Regions from separate parts of the Mus musculus genome. Here region 1 is linked to region 2. The links are chromatin contacts, called in public HiChIP or PLAC-seq maps. All regions are on one chromosome and are shown on one strand. Each heading gives the region's core, a stretch centred on a gene start, on an enhancer-like site or on the middle of the called end of the contact. The rest is flanking DNA. Distances are from core to core; before and after follow the strand shown. Region 1 holds the start of Stard10 (START domain containing 10). Region 2 has its middle 29 kb from the start of P2ry2.

Region 1 (5,502 bases), core at 193-2,692, 280 kb before region 2:
CACCCCCAGGGTGGCTCAGGGCAAGACAGCAGTCAGGAGCTGCCAGCCACAGTCCTAAAGGCCTGCTGCAGGCTCAGAGCCTGATAGAGCCACTGGGCAGGGACAGAGAGGACTAGAGGAATTGAGAAGGAAGGAATCTCATCCTCTGCACCCAAGAGTGCAGAAAGTAGAGCAGAAGACCCATCGCGGGCTAGAGAACCCCGGGTGAAGGAGGAAGTGGGCCGTTCACCTACCTAGTGGGTCAAACTAAGGGTCCAAGCAGAAGCTACTCTGAAAGACAGACCTTTGAGAGACACTATTCCCCTAAGTGTACCTGGCCATCACCCATCTCCCAAACACACAGGCATGCCTAGGTTAGAACCCGGGTCATATGGCCCATGTGTGTCCTCTGGTTTATATTAGGAGACTCTGAGCTCACATGCACCCCTCTATGGGTCCCTGGTCTGAGTATGGGCGAGGAGATTCCTGTGAGAGACAGTTCGGGAGGAGTGGAGGCTGCAGGTACCACAGGGCAATCCTACCTTGATCTTGTGCAGAGTTCGATCCATCTCCACAGCCTGCACCCACACAGACACGCCGGCCTTGCTGTAGGTCAGGTTCCAGCCCACCTCGGCCTCACACTCTGACCGGAAACTGCGGAAGTCCTGGTCATCGGGCACCTGGACACTTTCACGGCCCAAGGCGGGCCGAGACCCTTGGGGTTCTGTTGAGGCAGCTGGCTTTTCCATAGGGAGCGTGGGGAGGCCCGGGGCCCTGGTCCTAGTCCGACTCTCCTGGGTCCTCCGCGGAGGCTCAGACAACGTCGACGCGGCTGCAGATGCTGACGCCACCTTCCTGGGACCTGCAAGACCGGTTTGGGGACCAGAGTCAGTGCGCTGGGGGCGCGGGTGGGGCTAGCCGGGGTCCCGGACCAGCGGACAGCTTGAAAAGGGCAGGTACTGGCCCCAGGCGGTTGTGCACCGGCACAGGACAGTCACTTGGGCCACCCTCCCACAAGGAGCGACCTCATACTTCCCTGGAGCGGCAGTAGGATTGCTGCGTAGCGGGTGCAGGAGCCCGCGAGAGCCGGGCGGGACTCTGGGGGATCGCAAGTGCGGGTCTGGCACGGAGTCCTCGCGCGGTGCTGGCCGGACTCGCACAACTAACTCAGCAGCAAGCCGCGCGGGGCCGTGGTGGGGGCGGGTGTGGTGGCGGAGTCTCACCTGTGCGGGCTTCTCTGCCGGGGCCCGCCGGGGCCGGTGTGCGAGCTCTTCCGCCGCCGCCGCTGCCTCCGCTGCCCGGGCGACCGGGGGCCGCGCGGGGACCCTGGGGGGAGGAGCAGTGGGTCCCGCCGCCGGCCCCGCCCCGCTCCGCGCCCCCCGCCCCGCGCGCCCCCTCCGCCCTCCTCCCTCCCGCTAGGCTCGGGGCTCCCGGGCTCCGCTCGCCTCGCTCGGTATTTTCCAGGCTGCGGAGGTAAGAACTGCGGGAGCACCGAGCCCCGCCCCGCCCCGCCCCGCCGGGTCCTAGCGCCCGCCCCCGTAAGCCCCGGGGAAGGGGCAAAGTCCGGGGAGAGATGTAGACTATCAGAGGACCGGGGACCTGTGAGCAGGAACCACATAGCGAAGTAACAAAGTAGCCTGGGCTCTCAGAGTAAGGTTGAGGTGCCAAGAGAGATTCTGGAAGTTAACTGAGAGCCTCTTCTCTACTCTTCGCTCCCACCCTTGCAGGTACACGCTTCTGCAACAGCTTATTCACACACACAACACTTCAGAGATTCAAGGGTGGGCACACACCCTCATGACAATTGAAAGACTAACTAGCAGGAATAGGGATGACAGCCCCTCAGTAACTAAATTAGAAATGGCGACAGCCTGCAAGCCCCAAGAACCAAGAGCATAACAAGCCTCCTCCACACACCCAACTCAATTTTCCAGTAGGGTGTGCAAACCCAGCCGGAAGTTGATCCGACTTTAAAGGCTCAAGGTTCAAAGGCTGGCCAGAATTTGGCAAAATTTCCACTTCAGCCTCACTCTGGCCAGAGAGAGGTCCTGAGCCAGCAACCTCTTACATCCCTATTTGGCAGCTTCCAAACCCACCCCTCTTTAGCTCTCAGCCATTTACCCACACCTCCCCTAGGCGAAGACCAGTTCTCAAAAGCACAGGGCTGCAGAACACTGGAGCACAGGCCCCCTCCACCCCTCTGTAGAATAGAGTGGACCAGAGCTCTACTCTGTAGCCTGATGTAAATTCTGTCCACTAACTCTTCTGCCTACTCTTCCATTCTGGGAGCCCTGTCCCATCTACCCAGTGAAAGCTAGGGCCAGGCCAGTATGAGCATGGCAGTCTTGTCACTGTCTGGGCCAGAGACGAGCAGGGAAAGCCTTTGGTGTGCTCCTCTGGATATTAGGAGCAATAAGTGACTACCACTGACCTAGTAGTACCAGAGTCTGCTAATGGCTATTCCCACCAGTGCCAGAGTACCAAGCCTCTGCCACCCAGGCTCCTTCTGTGCCCTCTGCATTCTCCCCCTGGTCCCTCAGAAGTCACCTCTTATCTCCACCATGTAGATTTCTTTTCTTACAGGTGTTAAAAGAAAACCGCAGACTCAGCACTGTAGGTTCACAAATAGATGTGCTTTTTTTTTTTTTTCCCTGAAGTGCTCAGGGCTCTGAGATCTTTGTAAATCATGCCCACTTTTAAAATAAGCAGGAAACTGGATGTGGTAGCACAGACCTATAATCCCAGCTACTCAGGAGACTGGGGAGGAAGACCCAAAGTTTAAGGCTTTCCCTGGGCTGCATATTCCGTTCAAAACCAGCACAGGCAACAAAGTAAGACTTTGCCCCCCCACCCCAAAATGTTTTTAAAGGCTGCCGGGCAGTGGTGGCACACACCTTTAATCCCAGCACATGGGAGGCAGAGGCAGGTGGATTTCTGAGTTTGAGGCCAGCCTGGTCTACAGAGTGAGTTCCAGGATAGTTAGGGAGGCTGTAACTTTGTGGTAGAGCCCTAGGTTTAATCATTGGTAAATAAAAAAATAAAAAATAAGTCAGGGGCAAACAGGTAGCCATGATGGGTGTTCTACAAAGTGGCCCTGAAAGGTGTTCTACAAAGTAAGTCTTCTAAAACAAAACAAAACTGCAGGTCCCCATCAGTCCTGTGCAATGACCTCAGATACCCAGGCCTTCCATCAGTGTGGTAGGAAGTGTCAGCTAATTGCACGCACACCCTCTGAACCCACACTCTTTAGAAGTGTCTGGGAATGAGTAGGTGGCATTGGGGGCTGGATTTGGGCTTGGGAGGCCCCAGACACGAACTCTTTGAACCTCCTCTGCCCAAGTCCACCTTCCCCAAGCCTCGGGGTGTTTGTGATACCAATACTCCCAGGCTGGCAGGAGGCCCGAGGGGACCTCAGCAAAGCCAAAGATTGCTCTGTGAGATGGATCTTCAGGGACTGGCCATGAGGTAGAGATAGCTAGCAACCGTAGCCTGATGGCTTTTTGAGCCCTGATAGCCCCAATCTTGGCAGGTTGCAGGCAGCATCAGAATGCTAAGCCTCTCATGCCCACCTCCAGTCCTGAGTGGTGGGGAGATAAGGCTGGGGTGAGAGCAGAAAGTGGCTGTGAAGACAAACTGACAGGACCTCCCCGGCCCTGAGGTGCCAGTCTGAGGGGAAAACAGCCAGCTAGTGAGGAACAGATGACAGGAGCCAAGCTTAAGAGCAAATATTTTGGGTCTTGAGGGTCCAAAATAGCAGGTGACCTGCCGGAGGACAAGTAGAAGGATGTCACTTCATCCTGCACATTAATTTGCCCATGTTGGATCCCCATCCCATGAATTTAGATGTCCCTGGCTCTGAGGCTCCTGACAGCCTCCTGAACATGAAAGCAGTCCCAAATCCTGTGGCACCACATCCCTAAGCAAGAGAGATAAGAAGAGTGAAGGTACGGACCTGGGTTCAAATCCAAACAATACCATTTCTTAGTTCTGTGCCTAGAAGCAGATCGCGCACGCACACACACACACACACACACACACACACACACACACACACCCCTGTTTCCTCATCTGGAACATTAACCCCTGAGAATGACAATAACAGAGGCTTTGGGCTTGGGTATAGGTGCCTTTCTCCCTTAGACAAGTAACCAAAACTACAACCCAGCCAGAGGATGGGTAGAGCAGAGGAGAACTTACTGTCCAAAACTCGTTGGTTAAAAAAAAAAAAAGGTTAAGGAAAGATCATGGTGTAGTTAGACTCTGGTGCAAGATTACACAGTGCAAAGGCTAGCAAAGAAAGACACTTGCTGTGCCTGGTCAGTTACCTACAGTGAGGGTCTACCCACAAGGTGGGTGTGCCACCTCTGTAAGTCCCTCAGACGCTGGGCTGGCACTGTTATGGCTCCCAGCTCCAAAAAGCTTGTCACTGAGCAGGTGCCATGGGCTACGGAGATTAGAGTTTCTATGAGGGGGTAATCAGCAAGGGGAGTTCAGGGAAAGTGAGGACTCGGGGTTCAGGGCAGACCCTGAGCGACCCTGGCTCTCACTTGCACCTGCATAAAGAAGGCAAGTGCTTGAGGGGACTTTCAGCTCCTCAGCACTGAGGCTCCTGGAATAGGGGAGATGCAGAGGTCACTGAGATTTTGACCAGGCAGTTGGTGTGTGTGTGGGGGGGTGTCATGCAGAACCTGCCAAGAGCTAGCTAATCCCCTTTACCTGCTCCCTAATGCTCTCAACTCCCTGCACCAGCTCCAGAGACCTTCAGACTGATATCATCTGGACCCACCCTGACACGTGGAGACACCGAGGCCTAAAGATCAGGAGAATTGGAAATAAAACCCCAGAAGCTGGGTATGGTGGACTATGTCTGTTATTCTAGCACTTTCGAGGCAGAAGGTTCAGGAGGAAGTCAAAGTCATCCTTACCTACATAGGGAGTTTGAAGCTAGCCTGGGCTACACAAAACAAAGAAAAAAAAGACCCAGTTCTCCTGGTCTGAGATAGCTCTTAAGCCCATTACATACCATCTCTTCTACTTGGGGGAACCTTGACAACTTGCCAGGTTGTTACATTAACAAAACCCTCCACATACACAGAGCCTGCCACTCTGCCTCTCTCTCTCTCTCTCTCTCTCTCTCTCTCTCTCTCTCTCTCTCTCTCTCTCTCTCTCTCTCTCTGTGTTTGTGTGTATGTGTGTGACATGGTCTAGCTCTGTAATGGTCTAACTCTGATCTAGCAGGATGGTTTTAGAATTTGAGTCAGTTCTACCTCAGCCTCCAAAGGGTGGCAGAGATGAGTCAGTCACCCAGGCTCAGTGTACTCAAGTTCTGAGTGCCCACTCCTACTCACCATCTAGACAGACAGACAGATGGACGGAGGTCTTTGGATGATAAATTACCCCCACGGGCCCCTTTTCCCCACCTTCCTCCTGGGGTAGCCCTGTCTGCCGCTAAGGATGGAGTAAATGCCAAGAAGTTGTCTATGGCAACACAGTGTGCCCTGAGCTCACTGTTCTAGAAGACCA
Region 2 (5,941 bases), core at 373-2,872:
GTGTGAGTGTGTGCATGTGAGTGTGTGTATGTGTAAGTGTGTATGTGAATGTGTGTGTATGTGAGTGTATGTGTGTATGTGTGTGTGTGCATGTGAATGTCTATGTATGTGAGTGTGTGTGCATGTAAGTGTATGTATGTGTGAGTGTGTATTTGAGTGTGTGCATGTGACTGTGTATGTATGTATGTATGTGTATATGTGTGAGTGTGTGTGAATGTGTATGTGAGTGTATGCACATGTGTGCATATGTATGTGAGTGTGTGTGTGTGAGTGTGTATGTGTGTTATATGTGTGTATGTGTGAATGTGTATATATGAGTGTATGTGAGTGTGTGTATATGAGTGTGTGTATATGTGAGTGTGTGTGTTAAGTTTTAGACAAGAGTCTAGCTATGTATTCCAGGTTGTCCATCAATGCAAAACACTCCTGTCACAGCCTCTAGAGAAGAGGCATTCATTCCAACACATCTGGCTCAGCCAGTTACTGCCTCCTACCTTGCTGCCATCTAGTCCCTATCCACAGCTTCTTTTAAGTGTTGTTGGAAGGTAGGGAATAAAGGAAGGAGGGCTTGAGTGACCTACAGCTGTATGACAGGCAGAGAGGTCCTCAGGTTTCCCCTGAACTCCTTTGTCCCGGTCCAGCTTGCCGCTACACCCGTCAAGCTCACGCCTCCTGCAGAGCTCTATTGGTCTCACCTGCATATGCTCATTTGGCTCTATCCCTGGATTGCGTGCATCCTTGTGCAAACTCCCACAGCCTCCTCAAAGGCTCAACCTTTACCACAGTCCACAGGGTATTGTCAGTCACATTCCTTCTCCAGAGCCTCTCAGTCACCTGAGTACCTTCCCTGTAGCAGGCTCGGTCAGCAGCCATGGTCAGGACAGATACAGCCCCGGCCATTATGGAGTGTGGATCCTTCATTGCCCTTTCACAGGGACCGGCTGGTCAATGTGACTGGAGGCTTCGTGCCTTGGGTCCCTCCACAGAGCACACTTCATTGGCCATGGGTGGAATAAATGAGAGCGCTTAGAGCAACCAGAGCAGGGAGAGCCTGCAGGCAGTCTTCCCAGAGAGGGCTTGGCACTGGGTGGAAAAAGGACCTTCCAGATGGAAATGTCAGAGCAAGAGAAGACCCAGAGTACTCTGGGAAAGATGGGGCAGTGACTGGCATGGAGGAGTACAGGGTGGGGACTGAGAGGTCACCATGCAAACCTGAATTAGACAGTACTGGCATATCTGGTAGCCCTGTGACCTGGGTGGCTTGGCATGACAGCAAGTCTCTACTTCTGAGGCTGGCATTAGAGATCTGTATTTCCTCAGGGCATGGGCTGGGTCTCCCTCTTGCATTGTTCCTTTTAGCCCTGAGCTGAGAACCTGTCACTGGAGATAAATTGATAGAGAAGACTTGGATGGGAAACGATACAGCCAGGCTCCGGAGGCACAGGGAGGACCAGTCAGGCTACATTATTCTCTTTCCCGTCAGCCTGCTCTGCAGGGCAACTTCAGTACTAATCACACTCACCAGTTACTATGAGATAAGGAGAGTTACTTCCTACCCTATAGCAGGGTTCCTGTGGCTAGAGGTTTTGTTTACCCAGGCCCCGTCACTGTGTGGGCTGGGATGGTACAGAGACAGTAAGGCCCAAGTCTACTTCCAGTTCACAGAGCCCACACAGAGTGAGCCAGGTCCCCAGCAGATACCATCTCTAGGCTAAAGAAGAAGCTGAGGGCTGGGGTATGTGGAAACCACTTTTTCTTTGAGAAATTGCTGGGGTGTTTCTCGTTTGAGGCAGTTAGAAATTCACTTCAGCTTTAGCTCCTTCAATCTTTGCAGTTTATGTTGCAGACATAAACAAAGCTGTCACTTGCCTGATAGCTTCTGATATGGCCTTTGCCCAGCAGCTGTAAACCATGGAAGGAAGGAAGAAGCAGGAAACTGGAGATGTGGCCAACCCCTCCTGGGGTTCATTGGCACTTTCCCTTGTCTCCCCACCCTTCCTGAAGTCCAACGCCCTACCTTGAATCATGCAGCTCCCAGCACTCAAGGAACAGCTGTCCCCTGCATGCACCCAGCATCCCTCAGCAGCCCAGGCTCATGCTGGCCTCCACACATCGCCTCTACCTGGCCTTGAAAGGCTTTGCTTCATCAAGTCAAGATGTGCAGCTACCACAGAGCAGGATCCTTCCTGGGTGTGCACGAAAGCCTCAAGGGCAGCATCTTTCATCCATCCTGTCATCTGTGGGTTCTGTGAGCACTGTGTGCTAGGTGCCTACTGTGTGCCAAGTACAGTACTACAGGCCAATATACTGCTGGTATACACAGTCACAACAGAATGCCTGGCCATAGCCTCCCTGAGACCACCCAGTCTCCAGCTTGATTGTCCCTGGGTGAGCCCCTCTGTGCTCCTCTGTAGCTCTTCAACTAAGGGGCTGAGTGTCTAGCATACCAGACTGACTCCGGGAACCCAGGGCATATCACCTGTAACTTGGGACTATTGGTCTTCCCTGGCCTCTTGAGGTATGTGCCTCGTGAAGGGCATGTTCTCACTGGAATGAAAGCAAAGCAATTCTGCAGTGATTCACCTAACATGACCCTGCCAGATATAATGCTCTGTTGAATATAGATATGCGTGAGACCCTGACAGTCTCCTACCAGCTTTGGCTTGTTCCTTTTCTCCTCTAGTTCTCAGGATCCAGTCAGTCCTCTCTCTCATTTCTGTCTTCTACATCTCTGATGTGGCTCTCTGGTGACAGGAGCCTGGAGCCTATGTAAAGTCCTCATAGAACTTGACTGTGGTCCTGGTCATGGCCCAGTGTTAGTGCCAGCTCTTAGGTCATGGGCAAAGTTGAGACCTTTGGCTTGTCTGATGGCCATTTCAGGTTAGCAGGTTTGTTCTCTTACTCATCCCGAGATAGCCCTTTGGAACTCATCCTTGCAAAGTTCACAGCAGCAAAATACACAGTAACAAAAGCAGATGTAAATCTCAGCAGAAGCAAAGAGGTGCATTTGCATGGCTGGATCAGGGTTGGGCAGAGCTTTGTATTAAGACCATGAACTTGAGATGATTCAGTTAAGCTTATGTGTGGAAATCCCTTATTTCAACATCAAACTATATTCCAAAAATCACATTTGCTTCATAAACTACAAATTAGAGTCACTGTGAAGTGAGCAGGGTTCGGATGGCGGTGTGATAAGACCTATGTATTTTATAATCATTCATTTATTGTGTATGGGGGGGGCACACATGTGTCACAGCACACGTGGAGGTCAGAGAACAACTTTGTCTACCCTGTGGATTCCCAGATTAATCCCAGGTTGTCAGGCTTGCCAGCAGGTGCGCTTATCCACCAGGCCATCTCCCCTGCCCGGGAGAGTGGCTCTGCATGATGTCTACAGAGTGTTACTGTCTTTTTCTGAATCCAGCAGATACAGGAGGCAGAATTTAACAGAGTCCTGGTCTTTGACTCACCTAGGAGAGAAGGAAAGGAGGTTTAGGGTGGGGAGGCCAGGATGAGTGGGATTCAGATCTTCCAGGTTCCCCGCTCCCCTGACAGCTCATAGAGTGCCTGGGGCTGAACTGTATCCCTGAGAACAGTTGAATTCTCTCTTGTGTCCACTTGGCTACCGTCAGAGACATTACAGAAAATTCACACGCCAGGAGAACAGAGAGCCAGCATGCAGCACGATAAGCTATGAGGACCACCAAGCAGGGTTCAGGCCATGGAAAATCCATGGGATTTGTCTGCAAGTTGGACACAGTGAGGACGAGACGCCAGTCTATGCTTACAGGGCCAGTCTCCTCATTCTAACTGAACCCAAAGCTGAGCGATGAAGGGAGCTGGCCATGTGAGTCAGATACCATGTTTGGATGATTTCTTGGCACTAGGTATGTTCTAAGCATGTTACACAAATCATCTCACCCAATCCTCCAATGCTCATCTAAAAGAAGCATCATTATTACCCTTATTTGACAGTGGTGGAAATCAAGGGCTGTAGGGACCGAGGGAAAATTAATCACTGCTAGAATTGGTGTAAAAATTGGAGTTGTCTTACAAACCATCTTCCTCCACCACCATTCAGACTTGGCCTCCAGTGTGTCTGAGGAAAGTGCTGCCCAGAGCATCGTGTGGCCCCTACTTATGAGTGACAGAATGATTGCATAATAGAGAAGGAAATGACCCCAGGGTCAGTGGGTGGGAAGGTACCCAGGGATCATGCCAGATTAAGATATATCATTCTGTTGTTGACTAAGATTCTAACTATCTGTGCCGAGGCCACACCCTTTTGAGCAAGGAGTGAGGTGGCTCATCTGAGCTTCCTGGTGGACATCTCCTGGGCAAGATTTGTGACCAGGAAAACAGCCTCTGCAGAGAAATATGATACAGTATCCTGACACAGACTCTCCCGCACTGCACTATAAAGCATCCACAAGGATATCCCCAGTCATGAGTCTATTAAAGAGGCAGTCTGCAGACTTGAAAGGAACATGGCCTCTCAGGGAGACTGTTAGCACCTGAAGAGTGGTATCTGATGTTCCCACCTGTTCAGGAGGTCTTGCTCTCCACTTTGTTGGAACCCCTTAAGTTCACTTCAGTGTAAGGATTGTCTGTCTGCCTGTCTGCTTGCAACACAGTTTCACTGTATATCCCTGGCTGTAGACCACTGTGTAGACCAGGCTGGCCTTGAACTCATAAAAACCTACCTGCCTCTGCCTCTTGAGTGCTGGGATCAAAGGTGTGCATCACCACACTCAGTTGTTGAAGAATTTTTAAATTGTGTTTTGTTAAGTGTATGAGTGCTGCCTGCACAGAGAGGGTCTCCTATCTCCTGGATTGGACGTATGTGTGAGCCACCATATGGACGCTGGAAATTGATTCAGGTCCCCCGAAAGAGTAGCCAGTGTCACCCAACCATTTCTCCAGCCTCTGTTTAAGAATTTTGAGACATTGGTTTGTTTTGTTTTTGCTTCTGGTGGTGACAGGGGTCAAGCATAGAGAAGCATGCTTTTTACAATTTTAACAAAATGTAGCCAGGCATGGTGGCACACAACTTTGATCCCAACAATCACCAGCTAGGACAATTCTTTTTCTTTTTCTTTCTTATTTCTTTTTAAACTTTTTATTGATTCTTTGTGAATTTCACATCATGCACCCTGGTCCTGTTCATCTCAAAGTCTCTCCATATTCACCCTCCCACCAAAAAAGAAAAAAAAATCTCTCTGTGGAAGCTGTGGTGTGTCACACAGTCTACCCTTAGCCCAAACAGCTTCACTTGCAAATGGTCATTGCAATGAGTTATTGGTCTGGTTCGAGGCCTCTGGCTTTTGCTACACTATCAATACCAGATTCTCAATGGGACTCCTCTCTGATATCCTGTTGTCACCCTGTGTCGTGGAGATCCTGCAGCCTTGGGTCTCCAGGACCTGCTCCTTCACACTTCCCCAGCAGTTCATAGACAGGGTAGATGTTGGGGTGGGCGGGGGTCTGGGCCTGGGCAGTAGCTGCGTTTGCCAGCCAGGTAGTTCTCCCATAACACTCGTGCAAGGGGTGGGGCCAGCTGTCTCCTGTGCCCACACCATCAGGGCCAACTAAGAACAGAACAGCTAAGACAATTTTTAAGGCAAAATTTTTGAAATAAATAGGACTTATTCTGTTTTAAATTGCATTTGTGTGTGTGTGTGTGTGTGTGTGTGTGTGCGCACACACACGTGCATGTAGAACAACTTACACAAGTTGGTTCTCTCCTTCCCCCATATGGGATTTGGCCATCAGACTCAGGTTGCCAGGTTTAGCAGAAAGCACCTTTATTGGCTGAACCATTCTGGCAGTCCAAAGACTTTTAAAATAATAGTTTAAGCAGTTACAGACAAATTTCGAAGTAGAAGAAGTTGGTATGGAGACTTCTCATCTTCCCACCCAGTCTCTCCTGATGTTGCCATCT

What was found. HiChIP or PLAC-seq counts read pairs in DNA pulled down with a chosen protein or histone mark.
Region 1: a FOXA1 HiChIP or PLAC-seq map of pancreatic cancer cells shows a contact between it and region 2. The contact joins the promoter of Stard10 here to the enhancer-like site in region 2. A contact is called at or near these places in 15 of 39 promoter capture datasets (the 3T3-L1 cell line, 3T3-L1-derived adipocytes, the C10 cell line and 9 more), 1 of 15 datasets of contacts at CTCF or cohesin (the NIH/3T3 cell line), 15 of 115 datasets of contacts at active chromatin or transcription factors (Th17 cells, bone marrow-derived macrophages, craniofacial prominence and 10 more) and 2 of 9 other capture datasets (embryonic stem cells and macrophages).

The regions. Positions count from the first base shown.
Region 1 is chr7:101,317,053-101,322,554 of GRCm38.p6, reverse strand. It overlaps Stard10 (START domain containing 10), which reads right to left and starts at 1,442. Exons shown (of 7, transcript NM_019990.5): 1 at 1,203-1,442; 2 at 522-841. The coding sequence starts at 728.
Region 2 is chr7:101,037,787-101,043,727 of GRCm38.p6, reverse strand. No RefSeq gene overlaps it. Among named protein-coding and RNA genes, the nearest start is that of P2ry2, 29 kb to the right of the region's middle. Within about 2 kb of position 1,622, at least 86 of the 459 cell types and tissues checked have an H3K27ac peak or open chromatin away from gene starts, as enhancers often do. A contact at or near this core is called in neutrophils and pancreatic cancer cells, where this site is marked.